7 separate regions of the Mus musculus genome follow, and regions 2, 3, 4, 5, 6 and 7 are each linked to region 1. A link is a contact called in public Hi-C, HiChIP or PLAC-seq and Micro-C data. All regions are on one chromosome and are shown on one strand. Each heading gives the region's core, a stretch centred on a gene start, on an enhancer-like site or on the middle of the called end of the contact. The rest is flanking DNA. Distances are from core to core; before and after follow the strand shown.

The links. A called contact is a pair of places that touch in the nucleus more often than the background predicts. HiChIP or PLAC-seq counts read pairs in DNA pulled down with a chosen protein or histone mark.
Region 2: a Micro-C map of embryonic stem cells shows a contact between it and region 1, with 2.6 times the contacts expected there. The contact joins the promoter of Stk39 here to the promoter of B3galt1 in region 1. A contact is called at or near these places in 5 of 39 promoter capture datasets (cranial neural crest, hippocampal neurons, liver and 1 more), 4 of 484 Hi-C or Micro-C datasets (the N1E-115 cell line, embryonic stem cells and stem cell-derived neural progenitor cells), 6 of 115 datasets of contacts at active chromatin or transcription factors (astrocytes, embryonic forebrain, embryonic stem cells and 2 more) and 1 of 9 other capture datasets (embryonic stem cells).
Region 3: an H3K4me3 HiChIP or PLAC-seq map of embryonic forebrain shows a contact between it and region 1, with 7 times the contacts expected there. The contact joins the enhancer-like site here to the promoter of B3galt1 in region 1. A contact is called at or near these places in 1 of 39 promoter capture datasets (neural stem cells), 19 of 484 Hi-C or Micro-C datasets (the AtT-20 cell line, cranial neural crest, embryonic fibroblasts and 9 more), 18 of 115 datasets of contacts at active chromatin or transcription factors (the 230-238 cell line, acute myeloid leukemia, embryonic basal ganglia and 9 more) and 2 of 9 other capture datasets (embryonic stem cells and pancreatic islet).
Region 4: an H3K4me3 HiChIP or PLAC-seq map of forebrain shows a contact between it and region 1, with 6 times the contacts expected there. The contact joins the enhancer-like site here to the promoter of B3galt1 in region 1. A contact is called at or near these places in 1 of 39 promoter capture datasets (neural stem cells), 1 of 484 Hi-C or Micro-C datasets (embryonic fibroblasts) and 13 of 115 datasets of contacts at active chromatin or transcription factors (the 230-238 cell line, SST interneurons, acute myeloid leukemia and 10 more).
Region 5: an H3K27ac HiChIP or PLAC-seq map of embryonic stem cells shows a contact between it and region 1, with 5 times the contacts expected there. The contact joins the enhancer-like site here to the promoter of B3galt1 in region 1. A contact is called at or near these places in 11 of 115 datasets of contacts at active chromatin or transcription factors (craniofacial prominence, embryonic basal ganglia, embryonic forebrain and 8 more).
Region 6: a contact with region 1 is called in a Hi-C map of cerebral cortex, with 7 times the contacts expected there. The contact joins the enhancer-like site here to the promoter of B3galt1 in region 1. A contact is called at or near these places in 3 of 484 Hi-C or Micro-C datasets (the N1E-115 cell line, cerebral cortex and forebrain) and 9 of 115 datasets of contacts at active chromatin or transcription factors (astrocytes, craniofacial prominence, embryonic basal ganglia and 6 more).
Region 7: a contact with region 1 is called in an H3K4me3 HiChIP or PLAC-seq map of the 230-238 cell line, with 9 times the contacts expected there. The contact joins the enhancer-like site here to the promoter of B3galt1 in region 1. A contact is called at or near these places in 7 of 484 Hi-C or Micro-C datasets (the N1E-115 cell line, cerebral cortex, cochlea and 3 more) and 16 of 115 datasets of contacts at active chromatin or transcription factors (the 230-238 cell line, astrocytes, craniofacial prominence and 11 more).

Annotation. Positions count from the first base shown.
Region 1 is chr2:67,563,861-67,567,662 of GRCm38.p6, reverse strand. B3galt1 (UDP-Gal:betaGlcNAc beta 1,3-galactosyltransferase, polypeptide 1) reads right to left here and starts at 1,974. Exons shown (of 6, transcript NM_001379327.1): 1 at 1,629-1,974.
Region 2 is chr2:68,470,038-68,473,839 of GRCm38.p6, reverse strand. Stk39 (serine/threonine kinase 39) reads left to right here and starts at 1,859. Exons shown (of 18, transcript NM_016866.2): 1 at 1,859-2,206. The coding sequence starts at 1,963. It overlaps Gm13596 (a long non-coding RNA gene), which reads right to left and starts at 876. Exons shown (of 4, transcript XR_866392.3): 1 at 1-876.
Region 3 is chr2:68,364,789-68,368,590 of GRCm38.p6, reverse strand. It overlaps Stk39 (serine/threonine kinase 39), which reads left to right. Exons shown (of 18, transcript NM_016866.2): 7 at 93-194; 8 at 2,384-2,517. Among named protein-coding and RNA genes, the nearest start is that of Stk39, 110 kb to the left of the region's middle. Within about 2 kb of position 1,655, at least 31 of the 459 cell types and tissues checked have an H3K27ac peak or open chromatin away from gene starts, as enhancers often do. A contact at or near this core is called in embryonic basal ganglia, embryonic forebrain, neural progenitor cells and 2 more, where this site is marked.
Region 4 is chr2:68,319,039-68,322,840 of GRCm38.p6, reverse strand. All of the region lies in intron 10 of Stk39 (serine/threonine kinase 39), which reads left to right. Among named protein-coding and RNA genes, the nearest start is that of Stk39, 150 kb to the left of the region's middle. Within about 2 kb of position 1,935, at least 44 of the 459 cell types and tissues checked have an H3K27ac peak or open chromatin away from gene starts, as enhancers often do. A contact at or near this core is called in forebrain, where this site is marked.
Region 5 is chr2:68,296,351-68,300,152 of GRCm38.p6, reverse strand. All of the region lies in intron 14 of Stk39 (serine/threonine kinase 39), which reads left to right. Among named protein-coding and RNA genes, the nearest start is that of Stk39, 170 kb to the left of the region's middle. Within about 2 kb of position 1,917, at least 8 of the 459 cell types and tissues checked have an H3K27ac peak or open chromatin away from gene starts, as enhancers often do. A contact at or near this core is called in embryonic stem cells, where this site is marked.
Region 6 is chr2:68,255,799-68,259,600 of GRCm38.p6, reverse strand. All of the region lies in intron 16 of Stk39 (serine/threonine kinase 39), which reads left to right. Among named protein-coding and RNA genes, the nearest start is that of Stk39, 210 kb to the left of the region's middle. Within about 2 kb of position 1,735, at least 18 of the 459 cell types and tissues checked have an H3K27ac peak or open chromatin away from gene starts, as enhancers often do. A contact at or near this core is called in cerebral cortex, where this site is marked.
Region 7 is chr2:66,964,444-66,968,245 of GRCm38.p6, reverse strand. No RefSeq gene overlaps it. Among named protein-coding and RNA genes, the nearest start is that of Scn7a, 180 kb to the right of the region's middle. Within about 2 kb of position 2,040, at least 3 of the 459 cell types and tissues checked have an H3K27ac peak or open chromatin away from gene starts, as enhancers often do. A contact at or near this core is called in the 230-238 cell line, where this site is marked.

The DNA.
Region 1 (3,802 bases), core at 725-3,224:
CACAGATCCCTCCTTGCTGCCCACACTATTCCTCTGGGGTGCCATACTTTCGTTTTCACTATTCAAGCAAACCAGAAAGGAGCCCAAGCAAAGCTGTTTCTCACTCTGGCATGTTGTTATTGTTGTTGTGGTGGTGGTGGTCTATGAAATTTGTCCAGTGGTCGGACAACAGAATCCCCATTAGATTCCCCAACAGATAACCCAGCTTCAAACAGGGAAATTGGTGTAGGCAGTTCAAGATCCCAGATCCCTGTGTTGAGCCAGTTTTTGGTTTTCCCAACCCTGCCAGGCAGGGGAGCTGCCCTCCCCACCTCTACAGCTTCCTGCAATCCCATCTCTGGTCACAGTCTTTCCCGGGCTGAGCCAGAGAGGGGAAAGTGCCTTGGTGCTGAAATATCTCATGAAGTTTCGAAAGGAGAGATCCTTACGGAGACAATAGATCCCAGAGAAAAGTCTCTAACGTTAAGTTTGTGCGTCCTATACAGGGATGGGGGAATCACTGTCCTGAGCAGCGAGCTCTAGACTCAGCCTGAGAGCACTACTCAGAAATAGCAGAGCATAATTGGTCTTCTGCGGAAAGGTTGCAGTGTAAGTGGAACTTGAAATGGCTTTACAAAACGGAACATGTAAGAAAAACAAAAAGAACAAAAACAAAAATCAGCATATGTCCTGGAAGAAGCTGGATATAAAAACCTGGTTCCCTTTGAATTAACGTGTTCCAAGTCTGGTAGCCCAGACCCCAGCAGGCTTGAAGTTTCTGACTGCGCAGCCGCTCTCCCAGTATCTGTCCCAGGACACACCAGTCCCAAACACGATGACACACCTGTCAGGGCTGCGAGGGAGGAAGTGCCTGCTCCAGGACATTCCTCCAATGTCCGCACTAGCACCACTCCACCTCTGCCCATTTGTCCAGTTGCGACCACCTTAGCTCAAAGGCGTAGTCCTCTGGAGTGGAATTCATTTCACCCCAAATCTGCGCTCCTGAAAAGTGAACTGAGCCTCCCACGCGGGGTTTCTGCCACCTATAAGTGGCCAGTCCCCAAGCCTAGCCTCTGGCCCTCGCCCCTTATCAACTTCTCTTTGCTTCAGCAAGGCTGATCAACCATTACTTTCTGCTCCAAAGTCCCTGGCGTAAAGTGAGACTTTGGGGAGCCTCGGTGAATGCGCTTCTCCCCCAGCGCGCTAGACCCAAGGGCTCCTTTTCATTAAGGCAATAAAGTTCAATTTGCCCGGCTCCTTCTATGCCAGAGGAGACTTTTCAATGCACCGAGTTCTCCGTCCCAGCGCGCTCAAAACATCCTGTTCATTCCAGCCCGGATCCTTGAAGGACATCAGTCTACATAAAGGGGACCTACTCCTCTCCTTTCAAAGTGCCCCAAACCTCGTGCGTGTGCGCGCGCACACTCATACCCACACTCTCTCACACACAATGCCATCCACGCGCTGTCAAAGTCTGTCACTGCCTAAGCCAGAAGGCAGGAGCTGAAGCCGCACCGGCGCGAGCATCAGCCTGGCCAGGCAGCAGAACTCGCTGTCTAGGTCCCAAACATCCTTGTCCGGATGCTCCGGCCACTAGGAGCTTGTAAGCACCCCAAGATTACAAGGCGGTCTGGAGAGCCGCACCTTACCCGCGGGACGCGCCGTCTCTGGCCGTTCTGCTGGCCCGCGGGCCACAGGGACGCTGCAGCCGGGGTCCCGAAGATGCTTATTCTCCGCTGCCGCTGCCCGGATCCCTGGCGCCAGCATCACTTCTCCCCCGCCTCCGCCTCCTCGTGCTCAGCTCGCGCGCCCGCCCCTCCCGGCGGCCTCCTGCAAGCCCCGCGGTGCTGGCAGCGCGCGGTGGACGGCGGCGGAGGCGGCAGCGGCGCCCGCGCGGGCTCGCTCAGCTGCACCAGCCGAGCAGCCGCGGCGGCAGCCGGAGCACCGGAGCCGGGTTGCGCTTCCCCGGCGACGGTTCTGGCCTCGGCGACTGACAACGCCCGGCAGCCAATCGCCGCCTCGCCCCGCGCGGCGGGGGGAGACCAATCAGAGCGGAAGGCCCAAGGTTTGCCTCCGCCTTTGCTCAGCAGGCTTGTTTCCGGGAGAGGATGCTGCTGGGGTGTGGGATGGAGGGGGAGGCAGGGCTGGGGCGACGGGTGGGGGACTTGGGCCCCGAAGCCCAAGCCCAAGACACAGGGAAGAAGCCCGGCCCACAAATGTGGACCCCGGGCGCTTTTTGTCTACCCTCGAAGAGCATCTTGGCATGACCCGACACTCCCGGGTAACTGTCCCCAGAGCCTTGGCACGGAGGTTCAGTGTCCTGGCATCACTATGCAGAGGTCTTGGGACCCGAGTAGAAGCGGCGCTACTGGAGAGCGAATCCCTGGAGGTGGTCGCCGCCTTGAAGGAAGCAAGCAAAGTCACCAGACAGCGCCCCCGTCCTTCTAGGTTTGGCAGCTGAAAAGTGGTACCTCCACTAGTGATCAGCCTGGAGATGTCCAAGGAAGGAGATACATTGAGGAACGTTTTTCAAAGTTCCTTGCAGAGTGGACCTTTCATGTTTGCTCTCCATAGAAACGTCAACCCCGCAGAACAACCACTACGGGAAAATAACCAAACAAAACCAAAGGAAACCAAACAGTGACTGTGTGAGCAGGCTAGTTAATTACCTAGCCCTTGCACGTTGGTTTTATTTACTCATATGGAGAGCATCAAGCCTAACTGATCCAAGAGGTTTTGCTTTAAGAGTTCGTGTGCGAATGTGACTGAACATTAAGTGACAATGTTTGATAGGAAACGGAAACAGAAACCTTTCTTGCCTGTCCTAATCTTTCCCTCAAACACTAATAATCTTTCCTTGTAGAGTATTTTAATTTTCCAGTGCAGTTATGCCAAAATCGCCATCAAAACAGCCCAGAGGACTACTTAAAAGCTTCCGCACTTAATTTCTAGAAACAAGGAAAACAAAATTAAAACTGTTTACACAAAGGCTTGTAGAAGAAAGGGACAGTCTCCAAATGACCCTTGTTCTCCAATGGAGACAGTAAAAGTCACCTCACAATGCTTTTTGTGAGTGTTTTTAAAAGAAAAAAATCATAGCTACATCATTTTCTGATAAAAATGACTTTGTTACTCGGTATGATCCTTTCTTTTTATTTCTATGCTGTTATTCATGTTGCTAGTTATTAAGGGGCTCGATTGTTTTTGCAATCAACACCACTCTTTTCTTCATTTACCTTTTTAGAAAGGAAGAGAGGGAGGGAGAGAGGGAGGGAAGGGAGAAAAATAAGAGAGAAGAAAGAGGGAGAGAGAGAGAGAGAGAGAGAGAGAGAGAGACAGACAGACAGACAGACAGACAGACAGACAGAGTGAGAATTATTATTTGATTTCCAGAACAAGCCATGCACAAACTTCTTGGACTTGTTACCATTTAGAAAAAGAAGATGCTCACTACGCAACAGACTTGCCTACTATTACCACGTTTTCAGTATAGAGAATATTCAGACCTTTGCTGTTTTCTGTGCCTTCCTCCTCTTCAGCCAGTTGACCCATCTTGCTAGGCCATCCCTTTCCAAACTGGCTGTGCTGACAGTAATCCCATTTCTTTACAGTTAAAAGCTGACATGTAGACCCTATTCCTTTGGTTTCTTTTTAATATGACGGTCTTGACATGGCTTCTCGTTTAAAATATATATATATATATATATATATATATATATATATATATATATATATATGTGTGTGTGTGTGTGTGTGTGTGTGTGTGTGTATAAACACATACATATATATACATGTATACACACATACACACATATATATATAT
Region 2 (3,802 bases), core at 610-3,109, 910 kb before region 1:
GGCTTCCCTGGTGGTCATTTAGAAAGTGGTTGGCTGAGGACAGATATCTGGCCTCTGAGGAGGGAACAGTCGTTCTTTGTGGGAAACCAAGTGGTCTGGGGTTGCTGCCTCGATTCTGTGAATCATGTTTTCCTAGCATGTCTTAAAGGCTTTCCTGGCCTTCACAATCCCATTTCACGATCAAAAGTCAAGACATAACTTCATATGACAACGTGGAGGAATGCTCTGTTAATCTTGTCTCTTTTTCCTTTAAAAGCAGTCCTTAAAAGTTCTTTGGATGAAATGGGAGCAGCTCAGGGAGAGGTAACCAGTGACTTGGGATAACTGCCCTGTTCATCAGAGGCCTAGAGTTTGTTTATGAAGTAGTCTATTTCTTGACATAAATTAAAACAAATATGCTGGCTTTTTAAAAAATAGTATATCTGCACAAAAGGAAATACAAGTTCTTAGCAGCATAAATATTAGCTCTTTGAGCAAGTCATGCTAGTTGCTAGTTTATCCATCTGTCCCATAGTGCCCTAAGAGGTTAAGTAAACAGTTAACGTCATTGCTTTTGCCAGACAACTGGTTTTTCTCCTAGCAAATGTCTAAGTTTCTTTTGAATTATTTTTTAAAGAGTTTAAGGAGATTTTTATTTTTATCCCTTTAAGAGTTTCATGGCTCTCCTGTGCTTTGTTCTTTCTCAAGCCTGGCTGTCTCGTGAGAACCAGCCAGCCTAATGTCAGCCACATAACGAATACGCCTATTGAGTCAGAGTACCATTCCAGCCTGAGACAAGAATCTTTTAATAGTGGTCACCTCTGTGAGGGATGAGAGTTGAACATTCAAATGTGACACCTGCAATTAGAAAAATCTCTGGTTTTGCCACAGCTATTTTAAAGATGAGGTAATTTGGGGAGTGTTGAAAAAGCAGCATTTATTCAAAACTTTCCATTGCAGTTAATTTATGCCCCAGTAGGTTCATAGTGTTCTGTCAAGAAACTTGCTGTCTGACCTTAGGGTCTTAAAGGGTTAATGTGACTGTTTATGTATTCATTTGTACTTGGTATCGAACCAAGGACCTTAAGTGTATTAAGCTGGCACTTTACCTCCGAGCATGGTTTTAAGCACATAAAAAGTGCTGGGGATAGAACCATAGCATGCTAGGCCTGCGCTCTGATTTTGTTACACTCCTTTCTCCTCTCTACTTCTTGTAACTTCACTGCCCCTGACATCACCTTCCTAGGGTCCAAGTGTCTTTGAACAAAAGAGAAAGCCGGGGATTTAGGGAGTCGGGTTTCATTTCAGAGCAGCACTGGCGATTTCATTAGGCAAGGTGCGAAAGGGCTCCTGCCAGGTAAAGCGCCGGAAAGTTACAAGTTGGGTTATTTTTTAACCGGCGTCCTACAAAACCGACGCCGTGTAGGTAGGTGTCTCCCTCGCTAACTTGTAAAAGAACTCCAGGTTCTTTCGCTCGCTCGGGGAGAGTTAGCAGGCTGAGAATCTGGCAGCCGTTCAACGACCCCGCCCTCGGAGTCCCAGGGGGGCTTCTTCGGGAGAGTGCGATTGTCTAGGGCGGAGGCGCGGCAGGGCAGGAAGGGAGCGGGGCAAGCCCCGAAATCACCCCCCGAAGCCGCCCGGCTCCCAGCGCGTGGAAACTTCCCTGGCGGCGAGCAGGGCGGGAGGGGGCGGCGGTTCCCCTCGGCGCTGAGAGCACCGTGCGCGCGAGGATCGGGGCGCGCGGCGGGCGCGGCGGCCGCCGCCTCCTCCCGTCCCCGCCTCCGCGGCGCAGCCTCCTCCCTCCGCCCCGCTCGGCCTCCGGCTGGCTCCCTCCCCTCGTGGCAGGCTCCGGCGGCGGCGGCGGCTGCGGCGGACGGGGAGGGCGTGCGCCGGCCGAGAGGTGTGGGCGACGAGGCTAGGGAAGTTTCAAGTGGAAGGTCGTCCGCCGGCCGGCGCGTCCCCTCACTCTCCTCCCGCAGCATCATGGCGGAGCCGAGCGGCTCGCCTGTGCACGTCCAGCTTTCCCAGCAGGCGGCCCCGGTGACAGCGGCGGCGGCGACGGCCCCGGCGGCCGCGACATCAGCACCAGCCCCGGCCCCGGCCCCGGCTCCGGCGGCGTCCGCAGCCCCGGCCCCGGCTCCAGCTGCTGCTCCAGCCCCGGCCCCGGCAGCTCAGGCGGTCGGCTGGCCCATCTGCAGGGACGCGTACGAGCTCCAGGAGGTTATCGGTCAGTGCGGAGGGTGCTGCGGGGCCGGTCCAGGCCGGGCGCCGAGACTGGGCGGGAGTGGGTGCGGGATGCGGTTCTCCTGCCTGCCTGCACGCCCAGAGGCAGAGCGGCCGGCTTCGGGGCCTACCGGCTTCAACAGTTATTTTATTGTCTTTTTTAATTTTTAATTTGTCCCTTCCTTCCCTGAGCGCGGCTGCTGCAGGAGGTGGCGCGGCGGATGTGACTCGCACTGCAGACGAGCTGCAGGCTGCAAACTTTTATCTCCCGGATCGCCGGGGCGGCGGAGCTGGAACCCAGTAACGCCGCATCCTCCTCCCCCCTCGAGCCCTGGGGCCGCAGCTCGTGGCCGCTGACCACGCGGATGGGCTGCCTGGGCGGGGTGGGGATGCGGGGGCGCCGCCCTGGGCTTCCGCGCCCCCGCGCCGTGCTGGGTGAAACGCGTCCTGGGAGACCCTGCGGGCGCAGCCGCGCCTCTGCCTCCTGCCATGACCTCTCGGTGGGTAGCCCAGCCACGTAGTAGTGGCAGAGGCCCAGGCGCCTGCCCAGACCAGGGAGGATGCTGGCCTTCTTCTGACAGCCGCCGCATGCTCGCCCTGCAACCCGGCTCTGCGCGCGGTGCGCCCGGTACCTGCCTCCCTCCTTGCGGGCGCGCCGCCTGCTGCCAGCCCCGGGGCCGGTGAGCGGCCGCGCTGGCCTTCTGCCCTGCTCCGGGAGGATCTGCTGGGGTGAAACTCGAGGCTGTCCACGATCCGCGCCCAGCCTTTCGGTGTCTCCTAGGCAGCTCACTAATACCATCTTATCTTACATTTTTAAATACCTGGCAAAGTCGAAAGGCAAGAAGCCCGCGTTACTTTTCTTTGAGCCAAACACGTGTAGGGCCAGGATATTTGTGGTGTCCTCTAGCTTAGAACCTTACCTAAAGGTTCATTCACTTAGAAGTTTTGTGCCTCACCGATGCTGCCAGGCAAAGTGGGCCCCATCATATAACCTTATGAACTCTGGACTGGGGATGTTGCTGGCTCATAATCTTGATATTTAAAGATGGGGACGGGGGGAAATTCAAGTTATCTTTTTCTTTCATTTAAAAAAGATTTCTCTATTTTTCCCTTGAACAATTATAATTAACATAATTAATATAATTTCACTAGACACTCAAAGGAACCCCTTTTATGTCGTGTGTGAATGAGACTTCCAGCAATGCATAAATATACATAAATATATACATACATATATATGTATATATGTATGTATCTATTTGTGTGTTTGATAGGCAGAAATGTGTATATGTGTAGTAATTATGTACTTTGGTATGCAAAGGCTGCTTATAGTCTTTATAGACATTTATAGACAAAATTCTCCTAGTATCTTTCATAACTTTTAGCTAAAGACTCTTCAGGGATGGATCTTGACGTTTCTGTCAGGATTTAATAACACCAAGAGCTTTCAAAGCCCAGAGTCCTCAGTGAAAACTATTTTAGCTTGGGATGTAAGGCTCTTCACTCTGAACTTCTTTGCTGCTCCTTGAGTTCTTGCATTCTCACAGTGATTGCTGATTGCTGTCATTGCAGGCTCTTCCCTACCATGCTCACACACACA
Region 3 (3,802 bases), core at 406-2,905, 800 kb before region 1:
TATCTGACACAGTAGTAGATGTACTGATGTGTAACAGGCCTGCTACATGATTGTGAGTGATTTGTTTTCTTCATCTTCTTTTTCCTTTTTAGGTGAGAGGCTATGACTTCAAGGCTGATATGTGGAGTTTTGGAATAACTGCCATTGAATTAGCAACCGGAGCAGCGCCTTACCACAAATACCCTCCAATGAAAGTAATGACGCTGGGGAGACTCGTAGGGTTGGGACTGTGATGGGTTGGTGGAGGGTGGGGATGGGGGGGCATAGCTTCTTCAGATCTCCTGAACATGCTTATTTTTTGCTTAGACTTGTGAGGGTTTTCGGGGGAATTCGGCCAAGTTGAAGGCTGACTCACGTTCTCTAGTGCTGAGTTGACAGAACTGGTGCATGCCAGGCGCTCTGCCTCAGTGCAGTGTCGAGCAGCTAGCTGCCTGCCTCTGCCTTACCGACTCCTGAAAGAGCAGGATGATCTTAGGTCTCCCAGCACGGTCTAAGAGTGTATTAGAGTGAGGGCTGTTCCATTTGCAGATGGGTCCCAGGCTGCTTCCTTTTTTCTTTCGAAAATAAAGATCGTCTATTCCATTTTGAGCCCGCGCCCAGAGCGTGGTGTTGTGGCTCATCTGATGGAGTGAGTCACGGTGTTTTGAGGCACCATATACTTTGGGTACTATTTTCAGGTTTTTGTTATTCTCCTATCTGCTCTACCTCTGAGATAGCGGCAGCGTTTCTAATTTCCCCCAAGTAGACTTTGTCTTGAGGCTGCCGTTGTTCAGGGCAAATGATGAAGATGTTTCATCAAAACTCTGGTCTATGCTGGTTTTATTTTTCAACTTTTCGTCTTTAGAAATTTTAAAAGGACAGAAATCTGTTCATAAATAGATCCACTAACTCTAGCGGTGTTTATAAAATGTGCAGTGGGGGTGGAGCCTAGGGATAGAGCCAGTGCTTAGGGAATGTGAGGTTTGGGATTGAACCCTGTTTGTTTTCCAAACTCCCCCGCCCCCCACCCCCACCCGCACCTCCATGTACTTTCTTATTGTAGGAAACTTCATAGTGCCAATAGAAAGAGCAAAGAACAAATGATCTCTGTTAATGTTTTAGTGGTGTTACTTTCCTACTTCAAAACAAAACAAAACAAAACAAAAAATAAACCCTATTTTTTTTAATGGTTTTCCCAGGACTTCCTCAGGCAGAGCAGATAGTATTGCTGAGTGTACGCCCCACACCCTGTTTTATGCCTATTTCTGTCTAAGATTTTAATATAGTTAAAATGTCAATGATATACTCAATGCATGTATGTGCACCTCTTGATGATCTTTTTTAAGCAGAAAATTTGACGTTGACATGTAAAACATAGAAGAGATTTTTTTTTTTTAATGGAACATATACCAGAGGAACTCGAGAACCTCATCCTTTATCCATCATTTATGTTCTCTGTTTCTTTGTCTCCCGGTCTCCCCTGTTTTTCCCACATGAGTCTGGAGAGGCACTTGTTAATCCCAGCTTGTCGCTCACCGGGAACTTCTTTCAGGAGCTCACAGGAAGCCACATTCTCCTTCTGGCTGTTGTCTTCACAGACAACAGTCACTTTTAACATCCATCTATTCACACGCCTCAAAGTCTTCCAAAGGAGTCTTGACACATAGAGCATTTGCATAAATTAGGCCTGATTTATGCATTAAGGAGGTTCATTCATTTTGTAGGTCAATAGCATGCTATACAGTCTACTCGCTTTTAAATAAATGCTCCGCTTAGTGTGAAAGTTGAATTATTTCCTTTTTGACTTGAAACTGTACTTTGTTTAGTTTTTTTTGTAACTTATGATTATGATCCCGACCATCAGTATCTTATTCATTTTTTTTAACCAGTCCCCTATAGCAGTTTTCTCATGTTGTGTTCCCTTTACCTCCTGGGAAGCCCTGGCTTTATTTTTAGGGCTGCTGCTGATATGTTGCGGGGGCGGGGGGGTGGGGGATGGGGGGTGGGGGGGGAGTATATCAGGTTCTTTGCTTATGAATGGCCTTCACACTTGAATGTCCCTTTGTCTCCTGACCACCACTCTTTCCCAATCAGCCTGTGCTGCAGCTACGTGTTCCCTGAGGTCCCGGGAGAGCCAGCGACTTCCCAGGAAAGATTTTTTCCTGTGGCTTTGAGAGACCATTCTTAACGCACAGAACAAATTTTATAAGTTCTGTCATTGAGAATAACCCAAAGGATAAGGAGGGCGTGGGCAGATATGCTAGGAAAAGTGTGTCCCTTTCAGCACGCGACCTTAGGACCATTAAAGTCATGGGGGAAGCACGTCTGCAGTGCTTTGTGTGGAAACGCTGAAACTTCCACCGTCATTCAACAGAGGGCGGCTCCTCCTTTGTTTTGGCTGCAGGTGCTAATGCTGACTTTGCAAAATGACCCGCCCACTTTAGAAACTGGTGTAGAGGATAAAGAAATGATGAAAAAATACGGCAAGTCCTTCAGAAAGTTACTGTCACTGTGTCTTCAGAAAGATCCTTCCAAAAGGTATGCCACTTTTGGAGTGGGAGCGAGTGCCGGCCTTTGAGTTTCCGCAAAGCTGTGTTTGTGGATGAGAAGAACCTACATTAAGTCTGGCCTCTGTGCACCATCCTGTTAGTGGGAGGAAGCCTGAGGCTGCGGGGGGGGGTGGGGGGTGGGGAGTGGGGGTGGGGGAGAAGCCGGTGTAGCACTAGGGGGAGGGGGCAGGACTGGAGGAGGGTGAGGGGGGAAGAAGAAGCCATGGAGGTGGAGGAAGAATTGATCCTGCTTGCTTGGGGTAGGCAAGTAGGTACTGTCACCAAGAGAAAGTGACAAAGCAGATGTCAGAAGACGCTGGCAGGGGCGAGGGCAGCCGAGCTTGCAACCTGCACTAGGTAGGCTGAGCTGACCTCCCAGGACATCCGGCTAGCTCCAGTCTAAACCAGGCCAAGTTACTGAATTTTGCATGCGCTTCCTTTTAGTTGCAGAACAAGTTGTCTGTGCCATTAACAGATTAGCAGCAGATGAAAGTTTACCTAGAAAGATTAATCCTGTGAGCGGAAGCAAATGGCTTTAAATGAACTTAGTGTTTACTCTGTAGTCTTAATGTTACTGCCCTGCACGGGAACAACTGTCATTTTGAATCTGTTTCTTCCTTTTTAATCCCGGGACTTTGAAATACCCCTGGCATAGACAGTGGAACCCAGAACCCTTTATCATCTACAGGAGAGTTTTAGTGCTGCGCATCAGCGGCAAGCCTATGCCTTGTATAGATTTGGCATCTCTCTAACAGTCCTGGATAGTCTATCATACGTTCCCCAAGGTGCTGATGTTTTGCTTAGATATAATAATAATAATAATAATAATAATAATAAATAATAATATTCTGAAAGTTCCCCATTCAGGGATGGGACCCTGTTGTTATAAGGCACTGCTTTATTCCAGTCATAAATTCTTCAATGGATTAAGCTTTTAAACTTTTTTTTCTTTAAGCAGCATTACGGTCAGTTAGGCGAGACTTTAACTTACAAGCAACCTCTGTGGTATTTTGGGACTATTTGCTATTGTGAGTTTTTAATTATTTCCCACCAATAATCCGCACAGGCTGTTTGTGCCCAGTGTTTCTCCTGTCCTTCCTTCCCTTTGGTGTTTTGGGGTTAGTCTTCCTCCAGTGATCTTGCCCTGGCCTTACTTGCCACTCTCCTTTTGGTGACAATGCTCTTAGATTTTAACTTTGTTCTCCGGGTTCTGCTTATCCTTTCCTTGTTGGAGGGGCGTCATTGCCACAAGGGAAAAAAATGACGTGACAGAG
Region 4 (3,802 bases), core at 686-3,185, 760 kb before region 1:
TACATTGATTAGTAGAATGCTTGTGTATCATCAGGCACAAGATAAGGGGTTCAGTCCCTAGTAGCAACACATACATTAGACAAGGCAGCTCACGCTGAAGATATAGGCAGTAGGATCAGGGGTTCAAGGTCATCTTTTGCTACCTGGAAAGTTCGAAGCTAGTCTGAGCTTCATGAGACCTTGTCTCGAATAAAAGGTTTGTGTGTGTGTGTGTGTATGTATGTATGTATATGTGTCAGGTATATATATATATATATATATATATATATATATATATATATATATGGGTCAGGTTGTTTGACTGAAATATAAGATCGGGACCGTTTTCTATCTAATGTGTTTCTGGGTTTGGATTAGTTTCAAGTCCAGCAAATTAATACCTTAGGATATGAAAGTGTCAGCTCAGGACAGTCCAAGACCAGGCTGTCAGCACAGAGGAGATTCATTTGCCTTAGAAGGACAAAGGGCAGGGAATAAGAGACAGGAGGTAGAGGATGGAGGAGAAGGGAATGAGGGAGAGGGGAGGGGTGTTTGTGCTGCTGGGTAGAGAGGAGATCGGCATGGCCCTTAGGAAAATGGCAGTTTATAAAGGTGAAGGGTATCACCCTGCGTTAGGATTAATCAGATACCTTAACTAGGTGAGCCAAAGGGAGCTTTGGATTGCTGGACTTCAATGCTTTGATAGTTGGACCTTGGTGGTCACCACAGGAGGAGGAAGTGGCCAAATAAGAGAACAGACCTCGGTGTGGTGTCTCGTTTTAGGAATATAATCTAACTCCCCCCCCCCCCCCCCCGCCGCCTTTTTTTTTTTTTTTTTTAGCAAGACAGAGGGAATTGGGGAAAAGAGCAAGGCTTGCCCAGTGTCATGTTCACTAGGCCCTGCATGGCTACAGTCCTTTCAGGATATCTCTCCAGACTGTATCCCTGTCATTAATCAAAGCTTATTCTCGGTGAAAGGTTTACCAAGGTAGCAGTGTTGACTGTCTTCTTTGAACATAGGTTTATTTGAACCAATGACTCAGCCCCTAATCTTGGTAGGTGTCTTCTCATAGCATGAACCTGTCACCTAAGCTATCGTGGTTCATGTACTTTAGTCACTTCTCATTTTACTCTTTCCTCTGTTCCATTTCCTTAAGGATTCCACTTGGGGATGCTAACCGTTTCTGTTAGCAAAAAGCCAGAGGATGCCAGCACTGGTATCGCTCTTTTGCTGGGTACCTGCCTTTTGTAAATCCCAGTAACGTGGTTGTAAGGTGTAGTAAATGGTTCAGTCAGGCAGCAGCCAGAGAAACAGAACCAGTAGGAGACCCAGAAAGAGAATTACTACACACACAGAGTGGGCGCATTCAACTGTGGAACTGCTGAGGGTAGGCTGGCGTCCACAGAGCCGCCTATCACAAGGGGCAAGCTGGGCTCCTGAAGCAGGATAGAAGCTGTGCCCGGGGCAGTTTCTTCAGAGGAGTCCTGGCCCAGCTTGGAAGGCTTTTTTACTGATTGGATCAGGCCAGCCAGTTTATCAGGGGTAACTTCCCTTGATTTGATTGTGGGTTTTAATCACATAGACTCAGCACCTTCCATGGCCTCACCTAGATTACCTTTTGATTGACTGTGGACTGCGGTATACCCAGGTTGACACAAGACAGTGGGAACTGCCCTCTGGAAGCTACAGTAAGCCTGCAGGCTCACCTTTCTCAGTCCCCAGCTCTCCTTGTGGAATTGAGTTCCCTTTAAACTTGCTGCAGAATCCAGGCAGCTTCTTCTCTGTGCCAGAGCCAAACATTATTCTCTCCTTTTCCCTTGGCTTTATGAGAAGGGTGTCTTCCCGATTTGAGTTATTTGTCTCCCCACGGCCGAGCGTTCCCATTGTTCTTCATTAGCTGAAGTTACATATCAGCTTGGCACGCATTCCAGCAGAAGCCTCGGTTCGCAAAGACAATGGTTGCAAAATTGGATGCTGCTTCCTTTCGTGGCTGGTAGCGGCTGTCATTGTTCTGTGTCACCCTCACTTGGAGGAATGCCATATAGGGAAATTGATGGGATTAACACAGAATAAGAAGTCTAATTGCCTCTCTGTTCTGAGCTGCCTCTTTGAAAGACTTCCCTACATTCTCTTTGAAGGCGCTACCCTTTCATGTTGGCTTTTCAAAGTTACAAAATTCTTTTGTCTCTACACGAACAGCAGCATTTATTTATTTTTTTAATTTTCACAGTAGAACACGCTACAGGTTTATGAGGAAGTTCTGCTAGGTGTCCTTCAGTGTTTGGAAGCACCCATTATTAACTTACCAACATCTTCCCAGGCTTTTCTAATCGCCGGCTCTGCTGCGATTTATGCTGTAGAGATAGGGATGCTAGGTTTTCTCAGGGCAGTGCGAGCTGGAGTTTAAAAGGTGTTAATAGGAATCAGTGAGGATAAGGGCCAAAATTTAGCAGAAGTGGCTTATCTCAGCCTAATAGCAATAAGCTATTTTTTTTCCTTCTTGATGTTTTAATGTGCAATAACATGGTCAGATGGAAATAATTTGTAAGTGTGAATTAAAATGGGATTTATTTTAGACCCAGCGCATCTACAGTTGCAAGAAGCTACTTGAGAAGTAAAGTACGGTCAGGTCTGTGGTCGGGCATAGTGGGACTTAACAAATGCAACTTGCTCATCTTCAAAGAGTCACAGTGTTCAGAAGGGGAAAGGGAATTGAATGAATTCCTTATCAGCCCTTACCTTGATTATTCCTTTTGTGTGCCACATGACCATAAGTAGAGTGGCTTCAGACAGCAGCAGTTCTTTTTGGAGATCTCCTGTTTCCCAAGGGTCAGGAGTTAGGGAAATCCTCGGCCTGTTGCTGTCTGGCCTCGTAGAGCTGTGGTTGCATGGGCTTCCTGAAGCTGTTTGGTAGCCCAGAACCTGCAGAACACACACAGGATGCTTGTGTGGTTCCTGAGCACCTTGGCCACAAGTGTTTACGTGACTACAGTGAAGTTCCATGAATGAACGTATAGGGTATATAGCCACATCGTTGTTTTTTCCTGACCTAGGCTTAGCAGCGGCGCTTTCTCGAGTCTGCTTCGTTCTGTCAGCCCCGAGAGATGCACTAGCTTACAAAAATCAGTCAGATTCAGGCAAAGGTGCTGGACTCCAGTTAGGTTACCCAGGCTGCCCTTGAACTCATAACCCACAGAGGCCTTCAGGTATCTGTCTCCCTGACATAGCCTCCTGAGTATCTGAGAACATGGACAGACAAGTCAGGTCAAAGTACGTGTCATGCAAGTTTGAGTTAGCAGAGGCAAGAAAGAATGTAATTTTTATACACCCCGGCTATGGTGTGTCTAAAGGGATAGAGTGGAGAGTGAGTCCTGAAAGTGTATTGTCAGGACAGAATCTCAAGAGATTTGAATGTTAAATGCCTGGAGTCATCCCATGGGGTCAGAGTGAGAAAGTAAGTGTGTACTGCTCGACAAATATGGAGGCTTGGAGATAAGCTCTCATTGTGCTTATTGGGAAAGGCAGCACCGGTGCTGAGGGGGACGGTGGTGGCAGTGCATTGTGGGAGGGGAAGAGGTAAAAGCTGCAAAATGAGGTGCTTGATAGACTTGGCTGTGAGGAAGAATTAATTCTATTAATAATATCGCCTTTCAGGTCTTGGGTGTTTATCATGAGGCAGGAGTCCTGCTGACAGCTTTAGCTGATCATGCCCTTTGGCTGCTGTGATGGACGTGGTTGACGTGAGGCAAAATCTAGAGGTGTTAAATCAGATAACATTGGAGAATTGTTGGAATGAAGATGCTCATAGAGAACTCTGAAATT
Region 5 (3,802 bases), core at 668-3,167, 730 kb before region 1:
CCTAAATACGTGTTTATACGGGGTTTACTTTTTAAAACTACCACTTCACTATCATTTTATTTTATTTTTGTTAAACAGCATATGCTGGCTAGTCTTAGTTTATTTATGTTTTAATTGAATGAGTCAAGACCTACAGTACTTAAACATATATGTTACGGAGCTGTAGTGCACTTGCCTGCCACCCAAGCCCTTGGGCTCAATCTCTGACACAGTGGTGGCAGCTGTTATTTGTCACTTGAAGAATTCTCAGGTTTTGGAGAACCCATGCTGTGTAATCAAGAGGACCTGGGTTTTATCCCTAGCACACACATATATTCCTCGATGTGGTATTGTATGTGTGATCTCAGCTCTAGGAAAATGAAGATGGTAAGATCCCTGGAGTTCACTGGCCAGTCATCCTCGTCTAGTTGGCAAACCCTAGGGAACAGTGAGAAACCCTGTCTCAAAAACAAACCCAAACTCCCGAGGAACAATATGGAAGGTTGACAGCTGGCCTCCACGTGTACACACACACACACACACACAAACATTTACACATTCAAGCACTGTACATACATTATATATTACATATTGCTTATACTGTGCAACAGTGATTGATGCTTGAGGAAAAAACAATCACATTTGCACTGAAGTTTTACTTATATAACCGAGTCAGAGTCAGAGCACATGGGGCCCTCGAAGAGCTGGTTGTGGCTCATGGGTTATCTGTGAATGCCAACATCCCTGCAGCAGCAGACATCATTGTGTGGCTGAGTCCTGCAGCAGGATCTAACTAAAGAGCCTGTACTGACAAACTGCAGAAATGGATGATGCCCTACTCATGATTTGCTCACCAGAAGATGAACACAGAGATTGGGGCTCATCTTGAAGTTTTGCTTTGGGCGGTGGCGGGGGTCGGGGGGTAATTTCTAAATAACATGTTATAACCAACCAGTCCTGCCCTGGTTTTCTTGGAGCACCCTGGGGTATTAGGAGCTGCCATGCAGGGTTTGATAGTTGAAAGAGATGGGAAATTGACTGAGTTCTTAGTATTTTATATAGCTCCCCATTTCACACACAGAAAAAATTGATTCTTAAGAACAGACACATTTACTGAATTTTTATATCGTGACTCACAGGATTGCTTATATGGACAGTTCTTTGTTTTTAATTGCCAAGGCAAGCCTCTTGGCTTGGAGAGGGATTCTGAGGGAGGGATGTTTGAGACTGGCAAACAGACGACTTGAAGTTAAATCATGGGTTGCCAGACTGCTCTCCCTTTGTGTATTGAGACAGCTTTCTCTGGCTATTCTAAAAACTCTCTGGATAGCTCATCTATTGTAGGTCAGAAGCCCAGTCTTTTATTTACATATTAATTCAGTTATTACCCCAGGTTCTCTTTTGATTATTCCATGAATCAGCATCCCAAGACCTTAACACCTTGATTCTTAGAAGACGACAGCACACACATTTTTTAAAAAAACATTGCAAAAGAATTCAGAGATATGTCTGCCTTTGTTAAGCACAGAGGGTAAGCTAACTGAGTGGGACCCCACCCTGAAATTACCATTCCTACCAAGTTGGAGCCCAGACCTAAATTCCTTTTGTCCCAGGCTGACCTTGAACTCAGGGATCCACCTGCCTCTGTAAGCGCAAATGAAAAAACTTAGCTGGGTGGAATCTTGCCCTGTGATCGCCACTCCCTAAATCTCTTCATCTTTTTCCTTAGTATCTTTCTGACAAGCTGGCTCATAACACAGCTGCTCCTGTTCATTAGAGAAATCATATTGCATTTTTATATTTTACATAGTTGAGAAGTTATATACTTTTGAACTTCAGTTTTCAGAACTTTTTCCCACAGCCTTATAGACTGCCCTGAAGGTCTCAGCATTTACCATTTTGCTGAGGCATTAGCCACATCCTCAACTCCAGGACTCATGCTGTCATTGATTATCATGGAGTCATTAAACTTAGCAGAAGGACAGTCCTCAAAGGAGGAACTTGGAATCATGTACATTATTACACAAACAAGCCTTATGCGCATAGCAGCCATCAACACCCTTGGAGGCTGTGATCCTGGGGCAGGAACCATGTGATGCTGTCTGTCCTGTACACGGACAAGCTGGACTTTGGTATTTTATATTACAGCCCAAAACACAGTTACTAGATATGAGCCATAAAAATCTCCAGCCAGGTTGGTACATGTGTATAATTTCTATCCTTTGTTCTTTTAAATACTTGCATCTAAAATAAGTCTGGAGTCGGTACTGTAGAGTCTGATGACCTTTTTTGTGGGGGAGATAGCAGAGAAGCCACACTGAGTGTGTGCATGCTTGAGCATCCTTCATCTAATGTGGATACTCCGTTTGGATTTCTCCCCTAGTGTTTCCACCGGTATCTAGTGCCTCTTCTACCTCTAGTCGCAAATGCTTACTCTTTAAAGAAGCAGCAAAATATGCTTCCTTCTCCAGACTTCTCTGTGACAGTGTGCTCCCCAGTGTGGCACTATCATTTCTTTAGATGAAATTGTCCCCACAGGCTCACAAGGAATGTCACTATTTGAAAGTATTAGGACATGTGGCCTTGTTGGAATAAGTGGGGCCTTATTGGAGGCAGTGTGTCACTGGGGGATGGGGGTGGGGTTTGTGGTTTCAGAAGCTGAAGCCAAGCCCCAGGGCCTCTCTCTCTCTTCCTGCTTCCTACTGATCCAGATGTAGAACTCTCAGCTCCTTCTCCAGTGCCATGTCTGCCTGTGTTCTGCCATGCTTCCCACCATGATGCTAACAGTTTAAACTTCTGAATCTGTAAGCTAGCCCCAATAAATTATAAGAATTGCCATAATCATGGTATCTCTTCACAGCAATAGAATTCTTCACTAAGACACCTAGCAGAACCATACTCTTCATCCCCTCTTTTCTCATTGAAAAAAAACTGAAGCTATGCTCTTCTAACGCACTGTACTTATTTGACCTTTAAGTAGCTAAAAAGTAGAATCCTTCATGCACATTTATAGTTTCCTCGGTCTTTTCAGGGGATGCACTGTGCCATGTTGCATGAGCAGTTGGTGCCAGGAACAGAGCCCTAATATCACAGTGATGCATGGAGCAGGGGATGCCCTGCTTTATCATGATTCCACTGTCAGTCCGACCACATGATTAGCAGGTGGTCTCTCATGCTGAACTGGGGTAGGTCACATCCTGAGATTCACACGTCTTCCATGAGCTCTTGCTCCACTCTTACAAAGCCTTTTGATGTCCTTGCATGCAAAACCACATCTTAAAAATAGGAGACACCTTCAGAAGTTTGGGTGACATTTAAGTCAGTGTTAATCACCTGATACTTTGACTGACAACATCCTGAAATTTCAACAAATGCCTTCATACATATTTTTTTTCTTTTCTGCTGCTCTTGCAGAGTCTCTCTCCCTTCTCCTGTTTTATATTCTACCCTTCTAGCTGCTGCTAAGGTAACCTTCTGCTCTTTAACAGTCTAAAAATTCCCCCCAGTTTTACCAGGGGCGGTTGACTCTTAGGATCTGTCCCCTTGATTGGAGCTGATTATTCTAGAGACTGTTTGCAAAGTTATTTCTGTTCTCAGCTACCATATCCCCCGAGATAATGGTGGGTAAGATTTCTTCTTCAGATATTGGGTCTTGGAATTGTAACAAGCATATCTCATTTGGGGGTCTTCTGTGTATTCACTTTTCTTTCCCAGCGGAAGCAGACTTCTTGGAGTATAATTTCCACTTCATTTTGCAATCCTCTATTCACTAGAATACTTTGTCCTTCTTGGTGAAATTTATACAGTTAACTGGTTGTGTGTG
Region 6 (3,802 bases), core at 486-2,985, 690 kb before region 1:
ACAGCTGCAGATCAGGTATTTAAGTACGTGAGCCTGGAGAGGACCATTTCACGTTTAATCCGTAACACCCTGTGCTAAGTCCCTCTCGTTCCCCAGCCCAGTTATCACCCTCATGTCCTTACTGGGATCTCGGATTCTGCCTTTGCTGCCCCCAACCCCGTCAGCTAGAGATGGGTAAGTGAATTAGATCAGACATAAAGCATCACCTGGTCCCAGGCATGAAAGCTGCTCACAGTGCCCAGCTCAGGCGAGGAGTAAGATGCAGAGGCTCTGAGGGTTTGTTTGCCTTGGATGCTATGGATACTTTGGAATTCAGAGCAGTAATGGATATGCAATCTCGAGACTGTCCCCCAAACCACCGAGTCATGAACTTCCAAAGGACACACTTGTGTATGAGTCACATCCCAACTGAAAAATTGACCAGATTACACTAATGCTTCAGTCAAACCCTGGAATGTGTTTCCACCCAGGGACCAGTGGCGTGCACCCCTTCCATGTATGTCCCAATCACTTTTCAAACCCACCGCTCTTCTCTCTACCACGTACACACCTGCCAGCCGCACCAGCCTGTAACACCAGCAAACTACACTTGCCTGCCCTCCAGGATGGCCCTTCTGAACGTGCACATAGGCTTGCCCTGTGTCTCCGGGTGCTTTGCCAAAGTGCCTTCCCTAACTCCCCTTCCCCGGCTCTGTCTTCATTGCTTCATACTTTCTACTTTGTCTGTTCATATATAGCATCTTATGCCTTTCAATTATGTTACTATTTGTAGGATTTCTTCTTGAACATAGTCCTCCCTCCCTCCCTCCCATCCTCCCTTCCTCCCTCCCTCCCTCCCTCCCTCCCTCCCTCCCTCCCTCCCTCCCTCCCTCCTTCCCTCTCTCCTTCACTTATTATTTCTAGATAGTTATCAGGTAACATCTCACTATGGCTGACCCCAAGCTTGTGACCCACCTGCCTCAGCCTCCCAAGTACTGGCATTAAAAGTGTGCTTGACCACACCAAGCTAAACATTAGTTTCTTTTTTTTATTTATTTTATTTTATTATTATTATTTATTATTTTTATTTATTTATTTATTTGGGGGGGGTTGTTTCAAGACAGGGTTTCTCTGTGTAGCCCCGGCTGTCCTGGAACTCACTTTGTAGAGCAGGCTGGCCTCCAACTCAGAAATCTGCCTGCCTCTGCCTCCCGAGTGCTGGGATTGAAGGTGTGCCCACCACGCCCGGCTTAAACATTAGTTTCTTAAAGGCAGTCGATTTTATCTGTGCTCTGGGCTGATCCATGATCACTGCTGAAGTGCTTTGATTGAAGTGAATTCCCCCACAAACGCGTGTCTGTAGCTCTGCTCTGGGAGCTACAGCTATCTCAGAACCTTTTCATCAGAAAAGAATCATAGTGAATAGATTATAGTGGCATGTTCAGAATCTTATTTTAAAGATAGTAAAATTCAAGTAGCCTTTACAAAATGAACTAAGTTTATATGAGGGAGGCTGCGCAGAAAATAAAATAGCCTTTCATTCGCTTTTCTTCAGCTTCTGTGATATAACAGAGCTAACATTTAAATAGATTAAAAATCTGTTTTTTCCCATCAGCGTTTCTCCTTTGAGTTGGGCAAAATGCTTACGGTAGCATGAAAGAGCTGAAAAAGGCAGTGCCCCGTGGCATGGAGCAGTGGGTGCCATGGCTTTTACTACAGCAGAGCAAACACACATTACAAAAGTCTGATTACCTAGCTGTGGGGTAAGCTGCCTGGAGAGCGCAAAGCTTCACACGGCACAGTGTGGATTGAAGGAAGGCCGCTGTACAGCCCAGAAAGGCTGCTTTCATGGAGAACAAGGGTAGGGCAAAATTTATGCACTGTTCGTAGGTGGAAATCATAAACCCACCCCTGTTATGTTTAAAGTTAACACCACCTTAGGCAAGAAGCAGGCAACACTCTCAGGCCTTGTGTAAATAGACATGCAGAAGACAGCACTGCCTTCTGGCTGGCTGTTGCTTAAAAAAGTAAATTCGTGAGGCAAAAAGAAAGTAGATGATATGCATGTATAAATTTGCTTATCTTGTCTGCCTAGGTTGGCTATAAAATGTAAATAGACAAGAGCGGAGTCCTCGTTACAGTTATTTTAAAGAGGATTACCAAGAAAACTGATAGGGAGAACTCAGAAAAATCCCCTCTCACCCCTGAGGATCAGTTAGTTACCCATGGGAAAAGAAGTCTCCCTAGGAGGTGGCTACGCAGAGCCACGTGGCTTTCTCTGTATTATAAAAGTAGTTCTAAATTTTGCACTGGACTTGTGCAAGGTCTTTGTCATTTTCTTTAATGGCTTTTGGTATCTCACCAGTTGGATAAAGGAATGGGGTTTGTAAGGAGAATGCAGTGCTCCTCAAAGCTGCCCACCACCGGCAGGCAGCCTGCAAGACTCAGTGCAGAGGCCAGGGGCCAGATGCCCGAGCTGAGGACTGGAGGCGGGTGGGCCGGTTCATGTGTGAGCCTGCTGACTGCTGTCACTAGGGTTCTCTGCCACCCTGCCTGGGCTCTCTTTAGGTGGATTTTGAAAGCAGATGTTAGAATGTCTATTTCTAAAAGGGGAGACATATTTCTGCATTATTTTATGCAATATTACTGACACATTTTGAGCCAGGATGTTATGAAGCTTATTTTAATAATGTTTTATGAAAATAATGTTTTTTAAAATTTAATACTTAATACTAATAAATAGATATGGCCTATTTGAAAATACATATATGTCCTTGTAAGTTGGCTGAGGACTTTGAGAGATATTGTTCATTATTTTCTGAAAGACTCATTTTCTGCAGGACTGCATGTAAAATCGGCTTCCTTTGTAAGAGTCTGCAGAAATGCTTGCTCCCTGCCAGCCCTTCACACCCATCAGCTGGAAGACACACGTGTGGAGCCTCAGAGCGTGGGGTTTTATCATTGTATGGCATGCGCCCGCCTCTCTTCATGCTGTGCTTCTGGTGCTGGGACCTGTCTTCTCAGCTGTGGGCTCTCTCTCATCCTTACCACTCAATATGGTGGATAAAGAAATACACGTTATCCCATTTCACAGATTTACCCCTGGAGCAGCACATGAATGGATGATTTAGGACAGCGACAACATCGCTGCTCCCTTTAAAATGAAATTATGATCAACAGGAGTTTGGTTTGCATTTGTGTGCCGTTCTCCCTTCACCCTCTCTCCGCCTCGTTCTTATCACATGACTTTTGGGAAGGAAATCGTCTTTTCCACTAGGATGTTCTTGAGTTTGGATGTTTTGGGGAGTCCAGACAGTGAGATTCCTGTATCATGATCTCGTCTTACACTTCTTACAGGTGTGAACTTCCAGGCTCCAACCTCAAGTCCCAGCAGCAGGAGTCCTGGGCAGAGAGGCTAGGAATTAGCATTGTTCATAAGCATCCCAGGTTCGCCCTATTCACATGGGGGCCACCTTTACTTTTTGTTTTCAGTATCCTAATGCGGGCTGTCCTTGTTCCTCAATCTCTGTGGCTTCACAATGTTATTATTCTCCTTTGCTTTTCTGATTTGCTTGGTTATCTTATCTGCTTGGAAGTTGGTATACTTTTTACTCTAATGAATAGTTAACATTTTTACAAAATTAAAACTAACCTTGTTGGGAATGGAGAGATGTCTCAGTAGTTGGGATCGTTTTGTTTGTCTTTCTAGAGGGTTTCGAGTCAATTCCTAGCTTTCACATGGTGGCTGGCCCCGCCTATAACTCCGGTTTCAGGAAATCAATACCCTCCTCTGACTTCCTGGGCCACCAAGCATGCACATGTT
Region 7 (3,802 bases), core at 791-3,290, 600 kb after region 1:
AACAATATAGAATGTCCAATCTAGAATATGGTAGGAACACATTACCCACAAATAGAGTGAGAACTGCACTAACAGCATGCTCCATGATTCCTTTAGAAACTAAAAAATGTTCAAAAATTTGTATCTCTGATTAGCAATTGTCTATTTGGCCGACATGGGTAATAAAATTATAAAAATTATAAAGTTCAATGACATCTTCTAGAAATCTTAAAGGCCCCATATCGTAATAATGTGATCACTCAACTCTAGACTAGGTACTAGATTTCTACTTGCTACCTGTAGTCCTAGGTGGCAATCTGAGCATGATTACATAGTAACTAAAAGGACCAGCACTTATCACAGATTTATACATTGATCTAAATGCAGCCCAGGTGACAATTGCCTTGTTCAACACAACAAGAATTAGTATGTACTCTCTTTTTATCTTTCACAATAGTAAAAATTTCCTTCAGAGCAAAAAGGTAAAATAAAATAAAGGCTTTACAACCTCAGTAAATCAAATCTAGTAGCACAATAAAAATATTGCATACCATGATTAAATTGGGATGTAGCCAGACAGTAATGGCACCCATTTTTAAGGTAAATCTTCCATCAATTAACCTAATCAGGATAAGTTCCCACAAGCATGACCACAGGCAAACTTCATTTAGTTCATGCCTTACAAGTGTGCCTGGAGGTTTGTCTCCTAGGTGATTCCAGATCCTGTCAAATTGTAAATTAACACTAACCATCACAACTCCGCCTCTTGTTAACTGGGAACTCAAATCATCATCTTACAATAACCTTCTGCTCATTTCCCCATGATGTCATGGCTTCTAGTAACACAAAAATACCTTCAGTCTTATTTCAGAAGAGCCCAAATACTTAAAGATTCCTGGCAATGCTTAAAATTCAAAACTCCATGTTTCCTTTGAGATCAAAGCAGTACCTTATATGTGAGCATTAGAAGAGAAACACAAATAAGATGCTTTAATAAAATATTGGTATTTTAAATCAAAGGATAAATATTCCTACTTTAAAGGGAATAGCAAGGAAAAAATCAGACAAAAGCCGGAATAAAAAGCTGGGATGCTGAAAGTTCCTGTTATGCATCTGGAACTAGTGATGGTATTGTTAGGGTTCCAAATACTTGAAGAACTCAACTACCCCTCCAACTCCACAACATGCATAGCCTCTCTTAAGCATCCATCACTCCATGCCTACAGCTTTCCTCAGAGAATGTTCATAGTCCTGACATCTCCAACATCCTGAGGTCTCCATTGCTTGACTTTCACAGCTTTATTAGATGACTCATCAGGCTCCTGATAGGAACTTTTCATTTTTTTAAGTCTTTAGTGTCCTAATGATTTGGACTATCATTTCCTTATAGTGTAGTTAAGTTGAGTAGAAAAGAAGTAGTGACTTCTCTTGGTACTATTGAAGCCTGCTTCCCTGGCATAACTGTAGCCATTTTGCCTCATGCACCACAAGCCACTTCATATTACTGCTGACATTGAATATAGCTTGACTGCTGACACAGAAAAATAACTAGGCTCAGAACAGGATCAAGTTGACCACATATCCTGTTATGTTTTGAGGTTTGTTCTTGGAAATTCCAACTGCAGCCTTTACTTAGGACCAGTCAAATTAAACTTCAGACTGGACTGGTATTTCTAAAAATACCAAAACACTTGAGAAAAAGCAATCCAACCCCACAACCATCCCTGCACCTGCATGTGAGCTAATTGTGGGTTTTGCCTATAGAAACTAGCCCTGGGAAATGTTTGAGGTTGCAGTCTCAGCTCTTCAGTCTAGACTGCATCCCTGATAGATCAATCTTGGGGTGTGCATTCAATACACCATCTTTTTGTTTGAGACCAGAGTCTGTGTGGTCTGTGGGTGACTCCTAGATCCCAACATGTAGGGGGATCATCTGGGATCATACCCTACACTCTATCACCCCTCAGTTATTGAGGTGTGGACACCACCAAGCCAGCTGGTCCCTCTGTGAGGAGCTAACTTTCTTTTTCTTGGTTTGTCTTGGCTTGACCTTGTTTCTGGTCTGGTCTAGACCTCTGTTGATGCCTCCCTCCAAAAATAGAGAAACTGGACACACCATTGCTCTTCAAGTCAGGAGAGAGGGTTCAATTATAAACTACCCCTTCTGACTTGGGCAGGTCTCATTGGAGATGTCTAACCTACAGTGCTGGGTCTGTCTTTGAAATTTGGTTTTGTATTTGTCTTCCAGTTAAGTTTTTTTTCTCATCTTTTTTCCTATGGGAAAATCCTCTTCTACGCTAGACATGCCTCTTGAGATGATTCAAGAAACTGTAAGGATTTTCAGAAGGCTGCCACCATTTTGGCTGACCAAGTCATTCGAGGGCAACTTCATACCCTCTGTGAATTTGAATGGCCTTCTTTGGCACTGGCAGGCTGGATGAGGGTTCCCCTGACTCATCCATCCTTGTCTTCATATAGGCCACAGCTCTCAGGCATCTGGGACCTTGGCAGGTTCCCTGTGTCATGGCATGACATATTCTTATACCAGATAAGAGACACAGAGCTTTTATATTTATAATAAGCCTTAATTAGGACAAGAGCTGGCTAATTATCTATCATCTACATCGTTAGGTCCTATTTCCTTATCCATAATCCCAAGTTATAATTTGCCATGTTCTGTCTGGTCTACTCTTAACTTCAATTGGACAGCCCTCATGGCTATGCTTTTATGACTCACCTAATCCATGGTGTTTTACTTCTTCCCACCTCTGCCTCTTTCCTTCATGGTTCTTCTCAGACCTGGAAATGCCAAACCCTGCTTATCTCAACTCTGCTTAGCTATAGGCTGTAGGCATCTTTATTCATCAATCAGGGATAACTTGGGGAGCAAGGTCATATGCTGTCACTTGGGTCTACCTGCAGATTCTCTTGTTAATGAGTACTTGAGGGTACAACATTTAGCATTTCAATACAGAGCAAAAGACCAAACCTCAACAATTCCCCTTTTTTTAGTCTAATAAAAGGCTCTTTTACCTCTTAGATATAAAATAAATATGACTATAGCAATTTTAAAAACTATAAGGCATGTTATACCTTTATAATGTCCAATCCATTTATATTGGCAACTTAAATAACATATTTTATCCTCTATCCTATCTTAGTTAGTTTAGAGCTCTGTACCTAAATCATTTTCTGTCCTAATCTGTATTATTAAACTAAAAACATTTTCTTAGGCTTAGATCATCTTTTGAAATCCTAAATAATTTAAGATTATAGTAAGACTATGACTATTTTTCAACCCCATAGAAGACCTGGGAAGAAATAAATATTATTTGAGTATGAAGGAAGAGCAGAAATACAGCTTCCAAAGTTTACAGAAGAAGCAGAGACAGCTGCAGCTGACTGCCTGGTCAGTCCCCAATATTCTTTATAACACTGGAGCATCTATCTTTAGCCTTCTGGCCCAGAACATCTGACAGACCTTAAGTGAAGCAGGGATTATGAAGGATTCGCATACCTTGCCTTGGTGGAACTTAAGAGGTTAGTTTTTCCTTTTGCTATCATCTGGAAACTAGAGCTCCAGCCTTGTGCTAGACTTAAACCAATATGGTAAAACCTCATCCTGAGTCAGAACACTAGACCTTTGCAGGGAGGTCAAAGTTTTCCACAAGAGGTCATTCTACAGATGGACACCTACACTTCTTTATCAAAGCTATTTCATAGGTCCTTAAGAATTGTACAAGACTTGATGGCATTGGGGAAACTTACATATTCAAGTGTGAAAATGGAAAAATTGGAATAGTTTTAGTCTCAAGAAGAAATG